3 separate regions of the Zea mays genome follow, and all the other regions are linked to region 2. A link is a contact called in public Hi-C data. All regions are on one chromosome and are shown on one strand. Each heading gives the region's core, a stretch centred on a gene start, on an enhancer-like site or on the middle of the called end of the contact. The rest is flanking DNA. Distances are from core to core; before and after follow the strand shown.

Region 1 (4,168 bases), core at 1,181-3,680, 260 kb after region 2:
GCGGGGGACTTGAACTGCTTCCCGGTCGCCGGATCAAACTTGGCGACACCTGCACGCACGCACGCATCAAACAACAGAGCCAAGATGACGCACAGATTCCGGTCGGGGTACGATCTGTGCTGTGCAACAGGCAAACAGTGGCACATATGCTAGCTCATGTGGTGCGTTGTACCGTGGTACTTGTCGGCGGCTCGCTCGGCGTAGGGGTAGCCGCGGCCCTTCTCGGTGACGACGTGGATGAGGACGGGGCCGGTGGTCTTGGTGCTCTTGACGTCGTTGAGGATGGTGATGAGGTCGTCGATGTTGTGGCCGTCGACGGGGCCGATGTAGTAGAGACCGAGCTCCTCGAAGAGCGAGGAGCCGGGCCCGCTGATCATGCCGCGGGCGTACTCGTCCACCTTCGCCGCCAGCTCGTGCACTGAGCCACCGATCTGCTTCGTCACTCCCTGCACAAGCACAAGCACGCACGCCAGCGATCGGTCAGAGACTCAGAGCTGCAAACCTGGGCCGCCCATTCCTTCCACAATCCTTGTCGGCCCAACAAGAATGGGCCGGTCAAAACCTAGCCCAGGTAATATTATGACCAGTCCAGTAGAAGATGAACCAATGTCAGTCAAACTTGGATACAGCTCGAGTAGCATGATAAACTATTTCTAGAGTCAACTTGCTGCGACCTGAGATCCATCATCCATGCTTTGAGTAGCTTTGTTTATACAAAGTTTGCCTAGTAGTGGGCATTACTCGAATCTACGGACTGTTGCTAGAATGCTAGCTCGTATACGCTTCGTCATCGGCCTTTCTGGTGAACATGTGTCCATGCATGCCCCCTAGAAGCAGATTAGTGCACGTCACTCTGCATCTGACGCAGCCTATTTTGGCATGTTCGCTAAGACTAAACAAGTTTCATTCAGACGCTTTCGTGCAGTAGATTCAAGAAGCTCCATAGCTCGCGTCATGTACGTCTGCTGCTGCCCGATGACTGTTGACAGTTTTCCATTTAATTCCAAAGGCAAGGTTATTTATTTATCTTAATGATTTGATAAAAAAATATGTGCAACTATAGGAATTACTACTAATCAAGATTCCAGAAAATCTACGCGCTTCCGTGAGAACGAGGACAGTCTGGAAATTTGACGTGTTAGGGCTTGTTCGGTTAGCTCTCAATCCATGTGGATTGAGCGGGATTGGATGGGTTTGAATCCCAAACAGCTCAAACTTCTTCATAATTTTTTCCAATCTCATCCAATCCATGTGTATTGGGAATAACCGAACAAGCCCTTACGTGGCGCTTGCCTAACCGGCCGGGCTGTCAAGAGGGTGATGTAGCGTCCCATCCAAGGTTTGTGCGGACGTACCTTGGCCACCTCCCTGAGCTCCCTGAGCGGCCTGCTTGACTGCAGCTTGCTGAGGGCGCTGCTGAGCGCGCCCACGGGCGGCACCGGCCCGTCGAGCGTCGCCGTGGGCAAGGACACCTGCTTGTTGTCGTTGAGGATGACGATCATGTCGGAGTCCAGGTACCCGGCGTTGTTCATGGCCTCGTACGCCTGCCCGGCCGTCATGGCGCCGTCGCCGATCACCGCGACCACGTTGTTCTTGCCGCCCTTGAGGTCCCGGCCCACCGCCATCCCGAGCGCCGCGGAGATGGTGGTGGAGCTGTGGCCCGTGCCGAAGCTGTCGTACTCGCTCTCGGCGCGCTTGGTGAAGCCCGCCAGGCCGTTGGTCTGCCGCATCGTCGGCATCTTGTCGCGCCGCCCCGTCAGGATCTTGTGCGGGTACGACTGCATGCGCGCGAATCAGACAAACAAAACCCGGGTCCGGGGTGGTTAATTAGCTAGCCTGTCCGCGACCTGCCCGGCACGCTCACATGGAGCGCACGTTACCCAGAGCCATGCCGCGCGCGCGGCCCATGCCGCATCAGCGTACCTGGTGGCCGACGTCCCAGAGGATGCGGTCCTGCGGCGCGTTGAAGACGTAGTGCAGCGCGACGGTGAGCTCCACCACGCCGAGGCTGGACCCGAGGTGGCCGCCGGTCTTGGAGACGTGGAAGATGACGTCGGACCGGAGCTCGTCGGCCAGCTGCCGCAGCTCCTTCACAGACAGGTTCTTCATGTGGACGGGGTAGTTGATGGTGTCCAGCAGCGGCGTGGGCGGCCTCTGCGAGTAGTACTCCGCCTCGCGCTCCGACGACAGCGACGCCGACACGCATGCCGGCCTCCGCCGAGGCTGCACGCAGCATTGGCCATCAAACTAACCGGAACGGAACTGAGAAAATTTAGCTTGCGTACAACTGGCAGAGGAAGCTTACCTTGAGATTGATAGGCCTGGCCTGGAGCAGCTTGTTGACATGGAGCTCGACCGCCGAAGCGAAATGGGAGTCCTGAGCCGGCACACCGAGGAATCCCCTTGGGACAGAGAACGTCGACAGAGCCATTGCTTCCTCTCCTCTTCCTGCTCAACTCAAGAATGCAACAGCCTCTGCCAGTGGTGGCACTCCAACGGTTCGATCGATTTCCTCAAGAACCGACCAAAATGGTAGTGGCGAGCTTGAGCTGCGAGCTAATGGTGGCGCTGACAGTGCACAGAAGGGTGCATGAATGGCGGGCGGATTTGGGAAGTGGCCGGGGAGAGAGTGTGCGAAGGCGCCGGGGATGCGCCTATAGCAGTAGTGCGGCGGGTCCGGGGACGAGGGGATGCGGGATGCCGAGGGGAGTGTGGATGACCACGTAGGTGGGGAAGGCCATGGCCGCGCGTGTGGCTGGAATTCATTCGCCTGTGCCCAAGGACCAAGGTGCCCCTGCCCTGCCCCCCCCCCCCCCCCCCCCCCCCCCCCCCCCCCCCCTCGTCCTCCCGGGTCGAGCAACCGGCGGGAGCGAGTGAGAGCAATGGGTGTCCTACCAATGTCGCACCCCATTGGGCCAGCTCGACCAAGTATCCCGAGAGGATAATATGGGATAAGATACAAATCAAACAAATATCAATTGTGGAGAAGTGAGGTAGGAGCTGCACAAAAGTGCATAGAGAAAGGACTTTTGTCCCCGTACCTACATCTACGGCTCCCATAATTATATACCCTTTTAGACCATGTTCGGTTGCTGGTGGATAGAAGTAAATCTCTCTCTATTCAATTTTTGACTAGCAAGAGATTTAATCATCTCTAATCTCTTTTAATCTATCACTAATCGAACAAGCCCTGAGGATTTACCCAAGCCTGATTGCCCAAAAGAATACCTTTGTAAATTTGCACATCGCCACATTGAGTAATTTGTAATAACAACTCCACATGCACTTAGGACATGTTTGGTTGCTGCCCTAGAAGGAAAATAGCTGCTAGGCAACAAGTTCTAACCACAAAACACTTAAAATTAGTAGCTTGGATTGCTACATGCTGGTCAAGCAAACATAGGAGCTTGCTGCCTCTGATGCCGCTTGACATGTCTGATTCAACTTCTATAATATAATTTATTAAAATGATCAACAAACACTCTAGTTTATAAGTAATCTTGTTTAAGCTTATTTCAATTTTTGCTCCCATACATGTTTGATCCCCCTTCACTCGACCCAAATACAACAAAAAGACCCAATTTCCTTATGCAACATCACACACTATCACAACTCAAGCACTATTTATGGTAAGGACAAGTGAAATGTCATGCAACTATATATATCATCTTTGTATTTACTACATTCTTGATGCTAATCTCCTTTTTTCTTGATAATCTTCACTTTGCCACCGCTGACATCCACCTTTAGTTCCGTCAATATGCAAGCCACTTCTGTTACAAGTTATTTTTTAGATAAAGATGTTACACTTTTTTACCCTCTTCTCTCTTTTATGTTTGATTTAAAGACATGAAGGTGCATTTAATTTTAAATTTCATTATTAAGTTAACTCCTACTGCAACATCATGTTCTTCTAGAACTCGGGCACCTACAAATGATGATGCCAAGTGTCCATACCTCCATCTTTTCAACAGGGTGCATATCTTGCTCCATGGTTCTGTGAAAGGGCCTCTAGCAACTAGTTAGGTGGTCTGAGTAGCACTCGTCAGGTCATAAGTTTGACTCCCTACGGGAGAGAATTCCATGTTGGTGTCGTTCTCACATGGGCTACAGTGCCACTGTGTATGGGTATGACAGGGGTTTGGGATTTTCTCGACTTGTGTGGGAA
Region 2 (3,989 bases), core at 1,381-3,880:
ACGACCACCGGGCAGGCTGCTCTGCTGGCGTCGGAATCCTCTGATCCTCGCCGACACACCCGGTCACAGGTATGCCTCACGACCATCCTGCTCCTGGCTTACTTTCTCGTGATACGGATTCTGCCATGTTTTCCAGATCTGTGCCCGTGCCGAAACTGGAGTTTCCCAAGTTCGCTGGTGATAATGCGAGACTATGGCGTGATCGTTGTCTGATGTTTTTCCAGGTGTATAGGATTCGCCCGTAGATGATGTCTATTCGTGACAAAAATTCCTGGCAAGCCTCAACGAGGAGATCCGAGTGGCATTTACTCTTAAAAATGTCGACACTGCAAGTGCATTGAGCTGGCATTGCTTCAAGAGGATGAACTTTCTCCATCCAAACACAAGTCATCTGGGCGGTCTTTAATTTCACTAAAAGCTCTGATCGCATAGTTTCAGAAAGAAAAAAAAGGATTCAGTGTACACGGAGATAAACTGAAGAGCAAGCCACAGCGTTCAGATGTGGATGACAAATTGGCTTCACTGAAACAGTACCGATGCAAAACGGGCTATGTTTCAAGTGTGGTGTGGGAAATGGAGAACTAATCATTCTTGTGCACAACGCATTCCTCTTCTTCACGTGTTGGAGGAGCTTTGGGAAAATAAAGCAACCCTCGCTACGAGTGAAGATGAGTTTCTCGCTCTTTTTCGCTAGATCTACTATGTGGACATGTTTTTATTTGCTACATATAATTTTATCCATTGGTTATGTTCTAATTATTTTAGAAATTAACTTAATATTAAAATATTCGCTCTTCTTAACCGATTTGAGCTACCAGTCCAGGGGTGGACTATAAAACAAAAGTTATGCGGATTACATATCAGGGACATCGGACTGCTTTAGAGGTAGTTAAGGTTCAGATACATGAGTGTGTACCGACAACAGTACCCAAGTTGCAGGGTCTGAAGAGAGCGGGTGGCATTTCTTCTTGTGTGCAATGGAATAATTATTTTACAGGAAAAGGCTGTAGGGAAAACCTCTACATCACGAAAAATATTTTATTACTATAAGAGAAAAAAATTGTACAAACCGAGTATTACAGTGTACAAGAACTTAGAAGAGAAGCATAAGAGAGATAGGGAGGGAGCAGTGGAATAATATTGTCATGGCAGATGGAGTGTCAGATGAGCTACAGTGCCTGTGCACTTCAAGTTGTGGCAGAGGGGGGGGGGGGGGGGGGGGGGTTGAATACAAGGCTGACTTTTGCACACATCAAGGTTTCTACGAGGCCATGGTGATGTTGTTTGGACTTTACAAACGCTTTGGCTATATTTTAGAGCTTGGTGAACAATATTTTTGTAGCGCTGCTCCACCGGAGTGTATTGATCTTCGTGGACTGCATTCTTATGAATAGCACAACAATGGAAGAACACGTATGAAAGATCGAAACAAGCGTTCGAAGAGAGCGAATTAGAGTCAATAAAATTTTTATGCACAAGGCAATCTTAGTCTACTTCTTCTCAAATCTTCACCAGCACATCCCCATTCTCTCTCGCCCCACTGACAGTTCCCGTGATTCTAAAGACGAAGATTATGATGTTTTTATGAGATGTAGTAATCATACTTTTTATATGCTGCGTTTGGTCACCATTAATGAAGTTATTTGCATGTATAAGAATGTATCACCTGGTTTTGTACTTTAAAATCGAGTGGTGTGACAATTCATCTAGTGTTGCATACTTCTCAGCTGAAGAAACACATTTGCATGCATGGATTGGTGTTTAAGGATTTGGCGTTTCTTTGCTTGGAGTCGGATCGAGTTTTGCTACCAAATTAAGATACTGGCTCGACGCCTGATTCACAGAGGTGGGGAGATCATGAGGCAGAACTTGGTGACACACGACATCTCACCGCGGGACTCACACCAGCCTGGTTGTCAAGGACGGGAGAGGGTAACGGTATAGACACTTGTCAGGTGTGCCATCGTGGTCAGGTCGCGCGGCGCGGTTGCTTGTCTGTCTGTCTGGCCACAGCAGAATATTGTAAGCTTGAGTCAGGGATCGAAATCTATAACTGAAATTTCCAACGGATACTGCGGTTGCCCAAATTCACTTCTGTCTGGCAACGGAGCCTGATTCACTTATGTTGCCCAAATTCGTGCTATGTCATGTCATTTCTTCTGAATGTTGTATCGTAACCCCATGTCCAGGGCTCCAGGCCACGACGACCACGACGCAGGACAAAAGGCAAGCGAGCACGAAAAGCACAAGGGGCAACTTTCGTCCCAAAGGGCGGCGCCACGCAAGGGGGGGGGGGGGGGGGGGGGTCGATTCGTCGTCGTCGGGCGCCTCGGCTCGGCAGATCCATCCAAACCTTCTCGCGAAACCCTCAAAAAGAAAGAAATAAACAAACAAAAGCCAGGCGAAGAGAGAGAAAGGAAGGAGGAGTTGATCAGTGAGAGGGAGAGAAAAATATTGGCAGCTTGGGTAGGGAGAGAAGTGGGCGCGTGTGGGCCCCGCATCCCCCGCGGGTTTTACTTTTTGAGCCGGCCGGTTTTGTCGTCTCCTCCGTCCGTCCGTCCGCCTCCGCCCGCCCCCGCTATTACCCCCCCTCCCCTCCTTCCTGTTGCCCTCCATCTCTCCCTCGCCCCCTGTGCCCCCGCCTCACACACCACAGCCTACAGCGCTTCTGCTCCAGCGCCCGCCTCGCCTCGCCTCTTCTCCTCGTTCTGCCGCCCGCGCGCGCCAGCCTGGTGCTCGTTCCCCTTCTTGGCTCGTCGAGCCCAGAGGTTGGTGGCGTCAGGGATTTGTATTGGAGCGGAGGAGAAGGGGGCTTTGCCCCGAGGAGATCGGGGACGCGGGAGGGCGCGGCGCTCGAGCCGAGCTCGGTTCAGCGGGATCACTTGGCGTGGCCGGTCCTCCGGGGCCCATGCCGTGAGCAAAGCCAGGCTTTGTTGCCCGGGGGAGAGATCTTGCGCTTGCAAGCGGCGCCCGCCCACCGCCATGGCCGGCAGCGACGAGGTCAACCGCAACGAGTGCAAGGTGCGCGCGATGCTGCCGTTGCTTCCTTCCTTGGGCTTCCTTCTTGTACTGATATACTAGTTTGGCGCGGGCATGTGCTCCGCCGTCCTTGCGTCCGGCTCCCGCCTCGGTTACGCGTTTGGGGGAGCGTTCTTCTGTAGGGGTGCGCCAGGGCTGCGGCTCCCGATTTGTGCCGCCGCTTTATGATTGGGTGGACGGTGGATTGGGGGCCAGCGCTGGCCGGCGATTTCCCGGTCAATCGCTGCCTTCCTTTCCCCTTTGGGCTCAACCCCCAATTTTATCCTCTTCTCGCTTGCCCCCGTTGTTTTGGGAGTTTGGGAGGGAGTGGCGATGGATGCCCACGGAAATGGCTGCCTAACAAGACGGTAGCGACCAAAGCTTCCATCTTTTCTGGCAAGAGGAGGCCAAAGATCGCAGCTCTCGTTGCCGTTCTCACCCATGCCAGGAAACTGCAAAAGGAATAGGAGGGGGGTGGGCTGAAACTGTTGTTGATGTTGGTTTCCTTCTTGTTGTACAGGGTGCGGTGCCGATCCACACATGGGTGCTCATCTCCAACTTCAAGTTGGCGTACAACATGCTCCGGCGGGCCGACGGCACCTTCGACCGCGACCTCGCCGAGTTCCTCGACCGCCGGGTGCCGCCCGACGCACGGGCCCAGGAGGGGGTCTCCTCGTCCGACCACGTCATCGACACGTCCACTGGCCTGGAGGTCCGCATCTACCGCGCCGCCACTAACAACGGCGGCGCGGGCGCGGCCGCGGTCACCCTGCCCATCCTTGACTTCCTCGGCGGCGGGCCGTCTCCGGACCCGTTCCCGGTGATCCTCTTCTTCCACGGCGGCAGCTTCGCCCACTCGTCCTCCGGCACGGCCATCTACGACAACCTGTGCCGGCGGTTCGTGAAGCTGAGCAAGGGCGTGGTGGTGTCCGTGAACTACCGGCGCGCCCCCGAGCACCGGTACCCGTGCG
Region 3 (4,084 bases), core at 964-3,463, 300 kb after region 2:
GTGTCTTCAAGGCCTCATCAGCCCTTTCTAGATCACCTTCACAGGAAACAACTGCTCTTTCAACTTCTTGCTTTGTACACTTATATTTTACCTCCAAGCTCACAATCTTTGAAAGCTCATCAGCTATATCAATCTTCAAGTTAACACCGGACTGTTGATCAGCTGCAAGTTGTTGCTTAGCTTCCTCACTGCCATCAAAGTTGCAGAGCCAGGTAACAGACTCCTCAACGCAACCCTCATTCTGTATAAGGGCCATCGTTGCTTGATCTGCTGAGAAACCCATCGCAACAAGCTTCTGCGCAAGTGCCTCCAATTTTCTAGACATAAGATAACCCTTACAACGCTCGTGCAATTCTTGGGCACGCCTCTCCTTCTGTCTTTGATGCTTCTTCTCATTTTTCTGTCTGATTTTCTCTCGTTTATCAATATCACATCCAGGAACAGACTCTACTCGAGACACACTACTAGTTGGTTTTTCCTTTGGATCTTCTGACTCGTCAGAGCAGCTACCGTTGTTGGAGGCACAATCGAAATCCCCTGTACCATGGGAGCTGCGAGAATGTTCATCTATCTCATCGGTATTCCTGAATTTATTGATGCCTTGGCTACCCAACAAAGAAGCTGATGGTTCCAGAACATGGAACTTTCCAGAGAGGTTGTTATAAGAACTTGCAAGCGTACCATTTCCCAGTGGCTTTGCAGAAACCTTGGGTTGCTCTTTTGCAACTTTTGCAGCTGATCTATCTTTTGACTTGGACTTGGATGCAGAAGGCATTTCTGACAAAGTGATTACACTGGATATACCTGTGAAGAAATTTGCAAAAGAAAAAAAAAGGTTAACACTCTAAGATAAGATGTGTAAAGTACTTATCTTCTTGTCAAATGAGACACGTTCAAATGCCCAATCATAACAAATACAGAATACCAATATCCAAGTAAAAAGATAACTATAAATGCAAAGTACATATCTAACCTAACAAAAGGATACCAAACAGCTAGACCAACTCAAACATCTGGTTTAAGGAAACACACCATGCAGCACTATCCATATTACAGCTAATTAACAGCAAAAGAACCTGGCATCCTGATAACAAATGAATGACACGTTGCTCACTGCATGACAGCTACCGCAGGTCTCCCATGCCAAAAAGAACTAAATCAGACAAACTTTGGCTCCGCTTCAATTTGACATGCAACCTGTGTCCATTAATGATGTTTCATTTTAGTTGCTTTTCTGCAGCACAGAAATTGTGCTTGTTTTGATCTCCCATGTCCAATAATCAAGCAACAGAAAACTACCTTACTCACATAACAACAGAACTAAAGCAAGAGATTACAAAATCGTTACAGAATCAGAGGATTCTAACTCATGAGGATTAGGTCCGAGTATATTCGTCTATTTTCCCTTTGCCATCGGATTATCGAATCAAAACAGGAATATTAAAGGTATTGTATATTTTTTGAAGACCAACTTACAACTACTATAACCAGAATTTTGGCTGAATGAGCATCTAGGGTCTATTATCCTCCAGAAAAATTGGGTTTGCATTCCCGATCCCTTGAATTCCAAGACCAAATCATCAGGCACTAGATAAGAACCCAAATTTTCTCTTTTCACGGAACTCTACAGCATAGTCTTCCATAGTTTTACCAGCATCCTGACAACGAGACGACACCTGCAAATCTCCGCCACCTGTGCCCCAATCGAATTTCCCGAAAATTCTCGACGTGGGGCGTTCTTCCATGCCCAGGCGCACCTGGTACGCCCTCCACGGTCACCCACACCGCACAATCACGCGATCCCTTGAGGCCCGAGCGGCCGTTGCCCGTCGAAATTCCACGGGCGAGCGTCTCACACGCTATAGCGAGCGTTGGCATTCCCGTGCTTCGGCGGATCAAACTATGAGGCCACCGGAGTGACCGGACTCCACGCCCGAATCGAATCGAACCAGAGAGAGATCAGAGAGGGAGGGGAGGAGAGACAGAGAGCGGAAGGGGCGGGGAGAGGAGGAGCTTACCCGGCGTCGAGGGAGAGGCGTGGGGTTTTGGCCTGCGGGCGGCGAGGATCGGGGAGCGGCGAAGGATTGGGGACGGGGGCGAGAGCCTTCTAGGGTTTGGTTGGTTGACGGCTTGACGCGGCTGTGGTGGTGTGCGGAGGAAACGGAGACGAAGCGAGACGAGACGAGACGAGGCGAGCGAGACAGCGGTCGGTCGGGCGGGCGGGCGAGACCAGAGGCGGGAGAGAAATTTACAATTATAGCACTCCCGAGATTGCACTTGCGATTTTGGCGCTCCGAACACCTTCATTGCTAAAATGGCATTGCTAACGTTGTTGCCATGCTAAGAGATTCGCCCTATCGTTCTCCACGGACCCAATGAGTCATCACGGGTTACCGGTTGGTCTGACGAGTTGTTGGTGTTGGTTTTGCGGTCGCTAATCATTGGGGAGGACTTCCAACACATTTGTGCCTGCTCAACACCAACGTGGATGGCAAGAAGATCATGTTCACCGTCACCTTCATCAAGGGTGTTTACCGTCGCTTCTCCAACATCGTCTAAAGGAAGGCCAACGTCAACGTGAAAAACAATGCTTTCTTGATTGGCTTTTACGATTGTATCATGTAGTGGGATGAGGACAAGGTGCAAGGGGTGTTGTCGGTGATTAGCAGTACGACTTGCCGATGGTTCTTGATGAGTTTGGTGGTGCCGAGGGAGGTCACATCTTTTGGATTGTACAAGCGGTGATGGGTTCTTGATTAGCTGTTACAATTGGATCATTCAGCTTTGTTGATTACATTTTTGTGCAGGGCTAGTGAGCTATCCTCGGATGAGCTTGAGCACCTCGTGATCCTGGTTGGCAACCCCGCTAGTTCAAGTTCCCCGACCGATTCCTCAACAGGAAAAAGGACTATAATGATGGTAGGTTCTCTCAGGATTTTTTCAACACTCGTCATGTGTGTTTAAGACTTAGAGCAAGAGGGAGAGGGATATGGTAGGGGCAATTCTGTCCTTCCAACAACATCTAACTCGTTTAAATCTTAAACACACGGGAGTGCTGTTTTGTCCACTAGCAAATGTTGGCAATGCCATTTTGGCGATGAAGCTGTTTAGAGTGCCAAAACAGCAAAGTGCAATCTCGGGAGTGGTATAATTGCAAATTTCTTAAGGCGAGATGGATGGTGAGGTGTCTCCTCATCAAAGGGGCCATGGCTCCCTCATGTAGGTTGGCGGCGGCTCCTTCTTAGGTTCTGGTTTCGTGTTGGTTGGTGGAGGGGCGCCGGAGAGCACTAATGGCAACACGAAGAGGGACACTATAGGGCGGTAGTCGGGCCTGCGCTTGTGCATCCATGTGAAATGGGACTTGGGAGCAATCTGAGGTCGTGAGGAGGAGAACTAGAGAAAGGGCAGCGATCAGCTAAGTGAGGAGTGCTCCATTCAATTCATCCAAGCATCCCATTCACTCACATTCAATACAAGAGCAAACACTTCATTCAAAGCTTCCAAACCTCTCCACATGTCATAATTGCATCTAATGATCATTAGTGATTAGTGACTTGAGAGTGTGGTATTTTTCTTGTTGCTCTTGTTGCTTGGCTTTTAAATCGTATTTTCTTCATCTCCTTCTAAACTCTCAAGTAACTTGTAAAACTAGCAAGAGACACCTAAGTGTGTGGTGATTCTCATGGGTCTAAGTGATCCTCGAGATTAAGGAGAAGCACTCAACCGATCTAAGTGGTCGTTTGAGAGAGGGAATGGGTTGAAAGAGACCCGGCCTACGTGGCATGCTCAACAGGGAGTAGGTTCTATGGAACTGGACCTCAGGAAACAAATCGTTGTATTCATTTGTGTTGATCATTACCTTATGATTTGATTCTTCCTCTACTCTCTCTCTCTCTCTCTCTCTCGAAGTTATCTTGCTTACAATTTCTTTGAGTGCCCCCAAAGTCATCTGCATTGATTGAGCAACTCATAGCAAGAAGATCTATCTTCCGCACTTCGATTTCATTATTACTCATTTCTAATCCTAACATTGGGTAAAGTTTGTGTTCAAAGTTTATATTTTTTTGGTTTCGCCTATTCACCC

Evidence for each region. A called contact is a pair of places that touch in the nucleus more often than the background predicts.
Region 1: a contact with region 2 is called in a Hi-C map of bundle sheath, with 3 times the contacts expected there. The contact joins the promoter of LOC606484 here to the promoter of LOC103630348 in region 2. A contact is called at or near these places in 2 of 25 Hi-C or Micro-C datasets (bundle sheath and leaf).
Region 3: a Hi-C map of bundle sheath shows a contact between it and region 2, with 3 times the contacts expected there. The contact joins the promoter of LOC100382598 here to the promoter of LOC103630348 in region 2. A contact is called at or near these places in 3 of 25 Hi-C or Micro-C datasets (bundle sheath and leaf).

The regions. Positions count from the first base shown.
Region 1 is chr6:157,471,526-157,475,693 of Zm-B73-REFERENCE-NAM-5.0, forward strand. It overlaps LOC606484 (deoxy xylulose synthase 1), which reads right to left and starts at 2,431. Exons shown (of 8, transcript NM_001164333.1): 1 at 2,306-2,431; 2 at 1,924-2,223; 3 at 1,356-1,778; 4 at 173-446; 5 at 1-49. The coding sequence starts at 2,431.
Region 2 is chr6:157,208,346-157,212,334 of Zm-B73-REFERENCE-NAM-5.0, forward strand. It overlaps LOC103630348 (gibberellin receptor GID1-like), which reads left to right and starts at 2,631. Exons shown (of 2, transcript NM_001322979.1): 1 at 2,631-3,021; 2 at 3,539-3,989. The coding sequence starts at 2,983. It overlaps LOC103630347, which reads left to right. Exons shown (of 2, transcript XM_020540246.1): 1 at 1-69; 2 at 225-759. The coding sequence ends at 245.
Region 3 is chr6:157,506,186-157,510,269 of Zm-B73-REFERENCE-NAM-5.0, forward strand. It overlaps LOC100382598, which reads right to left and starts at 2,214. Exons shown (of 2, transcript NM_001175328.1): 1 at 2,019-2,214; 2 at 1-804. The coding sequence starts at 775.